Linked DNA regions of Mus musculus: all the other regions are linked to region 3. A link is a contact called in public HiChIP or PLAC-seq and promoter capture Hi-C data. All regions are on one chromosome and are shown on one strand. Each heading gives the region's core, a stretch centred on a gene start, on an enhancer-like site or on the middle of the called end of the contact. The rest is flanking DNA. Distances are from core to core; before and after follow the strand shown.

Region 1 (3,115 bases), core at 253-2,752, 230 kb after region 3:
ACAAGTGTTGAGATCAAGATTTTGAAGTTTGTCTTAAGAAACTGAAGTGAAAAGAGAGGTCCAGAAAGTGTCTCAGAAGTATGAAGTCTGTGATTACACACAAGCGTTGTGTAGGATCTACAGCCTGCAAATACCAGGGCCCTACAGAAGACCCCAAGCAGCTGTGTATGCAGCACTCCTGGGTATAGCATGCTTTGATATGTTTACTAAGTCTCTGGTTCCCTCTCCTGCTGGCAAGGCTGGCAGGTCCAGAGGAGAGGAGAGAGGTACCAATCCCACCAGGGTCTCTCTGGGGCTGAGCTAAATGGAGAGTAAACAGCCCAAAAGAAACACACTGAGCTGAGCCGGGAGTCTTGTTGAAGCAGGAACTCAACTTTATGGCATCAGTTTCTCACTTATATAAAATCGGAACATAGGGAGAGGGGATTTTGGTGGGTAAAGATGACATAGGAGGCAGGGAAGGGTGACGGGAAAGCTCTACATCAGCAACGGCCAGGCAGAGGCAGGGTCAAACAGGTCTTGCTGAGTCACTCCAATAAGGAAGTGACAGACGGGTCTCAGAACTTGAGACAGGCTCGGGGTTTGTCCTCAAGGCCCAAACCAGGGCCAAAATGGGGCCCATCGCTCTCCCTTGGCACATCTCAAGATGGGCATAGCTATTTGATTTGTTCTGGCCAATGAAATGGGAATGAGGATAGTTTAAAAAAATTTTTTTGCATGTATTATAACTGAATACTACAAGCCAATTCTCTACTTGCATGTGGAGTGCATGCATGTGCAGTGCTTGTGTGTGTGCGGGAGGGGTGTGTGTGGGGGTGTGTGTGCGAGGTATGTGTGTGTGATGCACCAAGGCACACATGTGGAGATCAGTTCTCTCCTTCTACCACAAGGGCCCAGGGGATAGAACTCAGGTCCTCGGGCTTGGCAGCAGGCATTTCCTTTGCTCCCTGAGCTAGCTTGCCGACATCACGGTATTTGACCTTAGTAGATCTGGAAGGATCCCTTAGCACTGCTCCCCATGTGCATCCCATGTGGTTCACTGTCTCTCCCAGTTGCCCTACTCTCTCCCTCAACCATCCCAGCCGCCGTCTCTGCTCATCTAAGAGACTCCGACTTTCGGCAGCCTGTCAGTCAGTCTTCCATGACTATGGCCCTGGTTCCTCATGGCTGCTCAGAGACTAACCTCTCCCATCAGTACTGCCTCAGAACACAACCCAGGCTGCTTCCTTGAGCAACTCTCCACCCACTTCTCCCTACCTGATCTCACACCCTCCTCCCTGCCCCTCATCTGTCTCGGATAATTTATTCCCTCAGGGCAGAAGGAAAATGTTGAGTCTGTCTTGCTTTAAGATTCGTGGTTTTGGAGAAATCATTTCCTCCCAGTTTCCTGGCTTCAGTCAATGGCTTTCACTGCCTTTAAAATGTGACTCAAAACTCACCTCCTGCAAGGAACATTTCAGGATTGGTTGCACATGAATTGTTGCATTTGCTGCTGTGGCCCCCTGGAACTCAGCTATTCAAGAGACTATGTAAACGTCCCCTTGTCGCTGGGTTCTTTTGTTGCAGTGTTCTTCTGGTTTCTATGCGGCCTTTTCAGATAGATTTTACACGTGGGATTAGGAGGAAGCACTCGGTGCTGACATACTGAGAAATATTAAAATAGCTTACCCTAGGAACAATAACAAGGTCACTGCCTTGGAACCTTCGGAGGCCAAAATTTCCGTTTCTTCAGGGGTTTGACAAATACACAGATCTCTATATCACAGGCTCCAACAAGCATTGGGAACTAGCTTAGGTGACAGATTTTCTTTTCTGATGGCATGTTTATTGTAACCCAGTACAATGACCGTGTGCATTTACGGGGTACGGCACAGTGCTTCCGTGTGTGTGGATATAAAGTGTATTGTGTCCCATCAGACAGCCAGCTCTCTCGTCTCTTATTACTTCTTCATGTTTGGATATTTTCAGCTCCTCTCTCCTAGTTCTTCATGAAGTATGTAGAAGGTTGGGGGCTGGAGACTGGGCTCAGAGGTTAAAGTACTTACTGTATAAGCCTAAGGACCAGAATTTGGATGTTAGAAACCATGGAAATGCTACGTGAGTGTGCAGCCCTGAGCTGGCTAGTGAGTCTGGATTTGCTGAAAGAGCTTGCCTCAGTGAATAAGGCAGATGACAGCTAACGTTAAGGATGTTTGAAAAGCCATATGAAAACCTAATATTTTACAAACTTCATATATATGTGAGTTTAATTGGAGTTATCCTATATGGGGGATAATGCTTCTCCAAGAAGTCATGGGTTGCCAAATACAAATCTCAGTGGTAGGTATGCGACACCTTCCCCCATTGAGTTGTTGGTCAGGATGCCCTGGGGACCTGTAGCGCAATACTATTACTACTGCTCTTGCTTGCCCACCAGAACTGGATGATAATAGCCTATTGCCGAAGACACCACAAACATTGGTCACAGGACATGGAGAGATCAAACTACTGACTAAAAAGCTTCCTCCGTTCTGGTAGGTTGTTTTTTTTGTTTTGTTTGTTTTGTTTTGGTTTGGTTTTTTTTTTTTTTTTTTTTTTTTTTTGAGTGGCAGCACTGAGGTTTATTGGAGCGTCCTAATACAGACGCTGGGGCTTGCCCATGGTGCTCTTAATGTACAAAGCCCAGACGTTTTGCCAGTTTTTCTTGAGCAAGGACACCAAGAAATTGACAGCCAGATGAATGTTGTGGACCAGCTCATCATCGGTCATCTTCACGTGGCCGACAGCGACGGCCAGACACAATACCTTCTTCATCTGGAACTTGATTGTCGATTTCACCTCATCCACTTTGGCCGCCATGTTTTCATTGGGTGTCAGCAGGGAGGGGAACTTGCCAGCCTTGTTTAAGCCTGGGCCCGGATCTGCTTGATCAGAGATTCGGAGGCCAAAAAGGCATCGTACTTCTTGGCCAGCTTCTTGACCAACTTCTTGTTCTTGTTAAGCTTCTTGAGCGCCTCGATGTCCATGTGGGGGATATCCACGGCCTTGGCTTCATCACAGTGCTGCTGGTCCCCCAGAATGCACACGGAGAACTTGGGGTGAGGGGTGGACTTAAGCCTGACGGTGCCCGAGAAAC
Region 2 (3,198 bases), core at 666-3,165, 180 kb after region 3:
TCAGCCTCCAAAAGGAAAGATGAGCTGGAAGCTTCCCTTTGGAAAGCAAACGAGAAGTTTTTGTGGAAGACATTAAGCTCAGATGTTGACGATGAAAGCATAAGCAATACAGAGAGAGAGTAGGACATGGACGTGCCATTAACCTAGATATTGATGAGCTGCTGGCCCTGGCTATGGATGTTCATGTATGGGGCACACTGAACATTTGTTTACAAACTTGTGTATTAAATTATTGCTTTAGTATAATCTAAACAGCCTAGCATGTTATCATGGGTTCTTTCCCTAATATCTGTTTTAATCATTAACGCTCATGTATGTAGTTTATGTAGTACTGGAGGTCAAGCCCAGGACTTTATGCAAGCACTCTGGGCAACTGAGCTACATCTCCTGCCCCAGATTTGGTCTTCAGAACAAATGTAATTGTATCATATTGTAACGTGTCATAATATAACTATTATTAACTGGCATCTTCCCTCCTGTGTGAGTCCGTGGCCTTACGTGAGTGACTTGCCCATTCATTATCTGAAAGATAACCGACACACAGCCTTCCACTTTTAAACTCCAGAATGCCCCAAAGTCAAGTGGCAGCCACTGCCCTCTCCTCATTGGCATTGGGAACTTACTGTTTTCCTTCTTCCTTGGAATTATGTTCTATTACTATTAAATTATTTTAGATAAAAGTTATAATGAAGACTCAACAATTAGGACTCAATGTATGGCATTATGTTAAAAATGCTAATTTTTATAATCACTCAGAGTTTGTGTGCTGTGGTCTAAAGAAATGGGATTTTTATCTTTGCCCAGGATTCCGATGCCTTAACTTTTCACATTACTATGATTTAGTAAATATAAATAGATTTATAGCCTAACTTTGTATTTCTTAAGTAAAAGGAAATGAATAAACATTTGATTTTAATTGAAACCTCTTTCATCGAATTTAATATATATGGTTTACACACTCTGATTTATTCATTTAGTACCCCTTTCCCAGCTTCTCTGGTCTGTGATAGGTACGGCTATGTAGGTGACAGTGGTAAGAGCAGCAGTGTAGGTGACAGTGTGTTAAGTGACAGCTATATGTAAAGGCAAGGAGGTCCTATCTGTAAAGTTTCATGTTGTATAGCTCCTGGCATTGAGACTGGCACATTGAAGTGTCAGGCTAGTACCTGCCCACATTCAGCTGAGCTCACAGGACCATATAGGAACTATCTATTCAGAAAACAGCAGGCTCTCCAGGTCTGTCTCTCTCTGTCTCTGTCTCTCTCTCTCTCTCTCTCTCTCTCTCTCTCTCACACACACACACACACACACACAGGAATACTTTATTACTTTATTCTGTTACTACAAGAAACTCATGAACCTCTTACCATGTTGGAACACAGCATTTGAGGTAACTTGAATCTGTGTCCCAGGGCCGGCCATGGTCACTCACACTTGGCAGCTGGAGCATATAGGGGAGGGAGAGCTGTGTTTGCATGGGCAGAAATCAGTGCCCCGCCCCCCAGTAAAGCACTCCCACTGATGGAAACCAGAAGAAATGGGCTCCCGAGGGCTTCTCCAGTCTTTGGAGGCCTCTAGTCCCACACCACTCCCCGGGGAGCATGAAGGGGCCCTTTTAGTAGGGGAGCAGGCTTTGGATTAGCCAAACTAAGAACTGTTGACAGATTAACCTCTTGTGTATTTGGGGGTACACCCGGGTTGCGGAGTAAGTCAGAATCAGTCCAGAGATAGGTTTGACACTCAGTAGGCAGCTGACCATCCGAGGGTAGGCAAGGTGCAACTCCTGGGCTTTTCCTTTTCTGCCTGCAACAAGATGGACCACCGCCAAATGAGCTTGGCCGTACCCTGCGGACAAACTGCAGATACTGTGAGCCCCAAATGAGGACTTCTCTGTACTTCCGGTGGCTGGCAACTCCCGGAAAGGGGCCACAAAGCCTAGCGCTGCTCTCCCTCCCACTTGGCAGGACAGAGCATCTACCCTAAAAGAGAAGAATGGCTAATGGAATTATGCTTTGGCAGTAGCGACGGAAAACTCCTGAGCTCAAGCCAGTGGGGGGCGCGTTATCTGCCACCAGCCGAAAGCCAGGCGGCTTCCCGCATCCCTCACAGCGTGACGCCGTGGGTGGTCCAGCTTTGGTAGTGCAGGAGCTTAAAGAACTGAAGCCCTAAAGCAAGGGGACGCCGTATGTCAGCGATCCTGTGGAGTCCCTATAGTATCCTGGCAGGAGAGTGGGGATGGTCACCTAGTGCGGTGTCAGTCAAGAGACCAAGCGAGTATATGGACAGTCAATAGGCAGGAGCAGGTGGGGACCCCCACGGGGCACAGCTTGGCACAGTTGACTGGGCGAGTGCACCCCAGGCTTAAATGTTCTGAATCCTGGAGGCCAGAGGCGCCGGTTTCTGCTGTCTAAATCACTTTCAACTGATCCCCAACGCGCAGTCTTGGGAAGCTGCCAGACGAAGGCTCCCCCCTTCCCGCAAGCACCTAGACAGAGCTGCAAAGCAGAGCTAGGAAGGAAGTGGGAAACTGGCAGGGTGGAACTCCTGGCCGGTTCCAGGCTCCGTGTTAGCGAGGGCCGCGGGGACGCAGCCAGGCAAGCCTCACAAACACACAGCAGGCTGGCCCAGGAGGAAATCCGACTTAGCACCTTGGCGAACTCCACCTAAGATTCCCCGGCCAGCTGCCCCGGGAAGCGGCCCCCCACGTCCAGACGCACTCCCCCAAGCCGGTGCACGTCTTGCCCTTGCGCTTGTTGGACCTGCTGGCTGGGCCTCCAGTCCTTGGCCACACACCCTCTAGGACAGGCCCTGCGGTTGCCTTCACTGCCCTCCCACCTTCAAGCTTCCCTCAAAGCCAGAGCCTTCTGCCAAGCCTCCATTCCCAACCTGTTATCACGTCCTGGAGAAAATGTCTCTGAAATAGTTCCTGAATCCCACTGCCAAGAGCCTGAGTTTCTGTCCCTCCACCTCCCATCTGGATGCCTGCAGACTTCTCCCTGGGTTCCCAGGCTTCGGCCTCCTCCCTCTCTAATCCATTTTCCACACTGCATCCCCAAAGCCTGTTGAAACATAGGGACCTCCGCTGTAGTAAACCTCTCATTTCCTCTGTTAGGGAGGGTAAAGGGGATTGGGCTGGGGAATAACTACATCAGTTCACATTTATTGAGCATTTACTTAGTCGTTTGTTTAACATTTCAA
Region 3 (2,761 bases), core at 162-2,661:
GAGAGTGCAGCCAGTTGACTGAGATCATCCCTGGCCATTCCCAATGGACACTCTTAAACAGTGTTGATTATATTGCATGTACTTGTGTGTTCTCTATGTACATGAAGGCATGACACCTGTGTGGCGCTCAGAAGACAACTTGTGAGAACTTGTTCTCTTCTTCCACCATGTGGGTCCCTGGGCTTGAACACAGATTATCATGATTGGAGGCAATTACCCCCCACCAGCACTGGCCACTCCCCCCCACCCCACCCCCTCCCTCCAGTCTCACTGTGTGACTCTGGCTGGACTAGAACTTGCTATGTAGACCAGGCTGACCTGGAACTCTACAGAGATCCATCTGCTTCTGTCTCCCAAGTGCTGGCATTAAAGAAGTATACCACTAGGCTAGGCTTGTGGCAAGCTCCTTTGACCCACTGAGCTACATCGATGAACCCTGCTCTCCTCCAAATTTTATCATAAGGAATAGGGAGCTAGGTTTTTGTTTTTGTTTTTGTTTTTGTTTTACCTGCCTATTCTCTCTGGTCTGTAGCATAGGCTACCCTGGAAATCACTATTTAGCCGTTATCTGGCCTCTAGTGGATGGTGTTTTTCCTCCCTCAGGCTCCAAATGCTGGAATCAGACATGACCCAACACACTGGGTAACTTCCTATTTTCAAGAGCAATAACTTTGTCAGAATGTTCCTGGTCGTTAATAGACACTTCCTGAGGTCTGCTCTACACTGTTTTTACACAGTGCCCCAGCATCAAGAACTCTCTACAGCCTGCTAAGGGAACTCAGGACATAACCTTTTAAGTTCATTTATACTTCTTAGACACCTTTTAACAGAGTGTTCTTAACTGAATAGTTTTGCCCCCAATAGTATCAGGAGGCAACTTTCATGGTTAATAAAGATTGGCTGCCACTGGTGTCTAGGACAAAGGGCAGGGCTGTATTCAACATCCTCAGATTCAAGGCATGGCTCCTGCAATGTCCACAACTCTGAGGCTCAGAAATCCTGGCCTAACATCTCTCCTTCCTGGGAGCTGATGTCTCTGTTTGAGAAAGTCAGGTTTGTGGGGACCTGCAAGGCTTATTTCAGCAGAGAACCAAATCCTTGATGGTACCTCTCTGCTTCTGGCTGGGAGCCATCTCTGTCTGCTGTACCCTGGCTTGGGTTTGCATAGAGATCTACTTAAGCCCTTCTAAAGAACCCTTGAAGCAAGAGCTGGGCGGACTGTTTGACTGTGACTAAAAGGGGAAGGGAATGCGTTTTGGAGGGGGGGGGGTTGAATGCTGAACTTTCAACCCTTCTTGGCAGTATTTGCTGGTCAGAAAGCAAAGCCAGCTGTAACTTGGACAGAGCTATACACAAGCAGACAACAGACTGCTATCTTGCAAATTGGAGGCTTTCGATGGCTTCTCATGTGGGCATTGGCCTCAGGCAGGAAGACCACCCACAGGCAAGCGCACAACGCCTCCCAGGAGGCCTCTAATCACCCACCCTTCTGGCCACCTGTTCTGGGGCTGCTTATCAGATGTGAAGGAGCCAGTTAATAACCATTTATAAGCTATAAATGGAAGTGGCCGTGGCAGGGAGCTGATAAACATTTGGGGGCAAATTATTTGTGTTGCTGGACTGTCATTTGCACCCCTCTTGAAAGTATGTGTTTCGGGTTACAGGATGTCCAGATGGCTGCTTGTGGCCAGCCCTGTCTGCTGAAGGGCTGGGACTATGATCTCCACCCTACTGTGGATACTATGGGCTGCTTGGAGAGTGTTAGCCTTCCCGGGCATCAGCCCTGTCTTTATAACTCTGAAGGAGAAAGGAAAAGTCAAAGCTCCCTAAAGGATTTCATGCCATATGTCTTGGGAATCTCTGATCTCAGTTTGGAACTAAAGGGGATTGACTGTACTCAGCACTGAGCTAAACAGGAGCGAGCTTTGTAGAAACTCCAGTCATTGGTGTAGATTTTAGATCCCCCCTCAAGAGATGGAAAGGATGGTGAGATGTCATCTAAACTGATACTGACAGTCAGGCAACTGCAGACCGTGACTTGGGAAGAACATTCATTCCACAAGGTGCTTTCCAGAAGTCAACATGGCTGCAAAGCAGTCAGCTTTGCTGTGGTCTCCAAAGGCCCATGTGTTAAATGCCTCTCCCCTCCTCCCCCATCTGTGGGAGGTGCAGACCTTAAGAAGTAGGGTCTAGTGGGATGAAATCAGGTCACTGTAGTGTGCTGGTTGAAGGGGCTACCTACGCCTTTGTCTCTCCAGTGGGATAAGCAGTGCTCCTGGCCATGAGGTGCTCCCACAGGCACAGAGGAAGCTACCACAGACTGGAAGCCCAAACAACCCGTTTTGCTCTAAGTTTTGATCCTCTGATGCATCTGTTTCAGTAAGGAAAAACTAAGGCAGCCATATTAACTAGGGTTGGCAACTGTGAAATTCAGAGGCCAAAGAGGATCTTGAACAATGGAAAGGGGTGCTGGGTAGAGACAAGGCATTTGAATAATAGAAGTGACACCTGGTTCTTTCATTTGAGAGCTGTAGTGAAGCAGAGCCAGCTGTTCTGCCTTTATCGTCCCAGACTGGATATGACCAGAATTCTTCAAGATGTCAAGTAGTGGATACTACTGAACTGGTGGCTGCTAACGTAGAAAACATGATCAGAGTGCCCAGGCCCAGTTCTGGACCTTAGGTTCTCTGTGACCTGGCTGGGGTCTGCATACAACTTAGTAAGTTGTGTACCTACGCCCTACCTGGGGAGCTACTATATG

What was found. HiChIP or PLAC-seq counts read pairs in DNA pulled down with a chosen protein or histone mark. Capture Hi-C pulls out chosen DNA fragments and counts their contacts.
Region 1: an H3K27ac HiChIP or PLAC-seq map of embryonic stem cells shows a contact between it and region 3, with 6 read pairs. The contact joins two enhancer-like sites. A contact is called at or near these places in 2 of 484 Hi-C or Micro-C datasets (the G1E-ER4 cell line and cardiomyocytes) and 2 of 115 datasets of contacts at active chromatin or transcription factors (astrocytes and embryonic stem cells).
Region 2: a promoter capture Hi-C map of adipose tissue shows a contact between it and region 3, with 1.9 times the contacts expected there. The contact joins two enhancer-like sites. A contact is called at or near these places in 4 of 484 Hi-C or Micro-C datasets (adipose-derived mesenchymal stem cells, epidermal suprabasal cells, group 2 innate lymphoid cells and 1 more) and 1 of 9 other capture datasets (adipose tissue).

The regions. Positions count from the first base shown.
Region 1 is chr13:63,943,264-63,946,378 of GRCm38.p6, forward strand. It overlaps the pseudogene Gm7695. Among named protein-coding and RNA genes, the nearest start is that of Gm30950, 17 kb to the left of the region's middle. Within about 2 kb of position 1,503, at least 16 of the 459 cell types and tissues checked have an H3K27ac peak or open chromatin away from gene starts, as enhancers often do. A contact at or near this core is called in the G1E-ER4 cell line and embryonic stem cells, where this site is marked.
Region 2 is chr13:63,899,381-63,902,578 of GRCm38.p6, forward strand. It overlaps Ercc6l2 (excision repair cross-complementing rodent repair deficiency, complementation group 6 like 2), which reads left to right. Exons shown (of 19, transcript NM_001013608.3): 19 at 1-922. The coding sequence ends at 123. It overlaps Gm46423 (a long non-coding RNA gene), which reads right to left. Exons shown (of 3, transcript XR_001780983.2): 2 at 1,671-1,803; 3 at 1,379-1,441. Among named protein-coding and RNA genes, the nearest start is that of Gm46423, 5.7 kb to the right of the region's middle. Within about 2 kb of position 1,916, at least 108 of the 459 cell types and tissues checked have an H3K27ac peak or open chromatin away from gene starts, as enhancers often do. A contact at or near this core is called in adipose tissue and uterus, where this site is marked.
Region 3 is chr13:63,718,305-63,721,065 of GRCm38.p6, forward strand. The region is part of intron 4 of 1700024I08Rik (RIKEN cDNA 1700024I08 gene); the gene reads right to left. Among named protein-coding and RNA genes, the nearest start is that of 1700024I08Rik, 15 kb to the right of the region's middle. Within about 2 kb of position 1,412, at least 59 of the 459 cell types and tissues checked have an H3K27ac peak or open chromatin away from gene starts, as enhancers often do. A contact at or near this core is called in the G1E-ER4 cell line, adipose tissue, embryonic stem cells and 1 more, where this site is marked.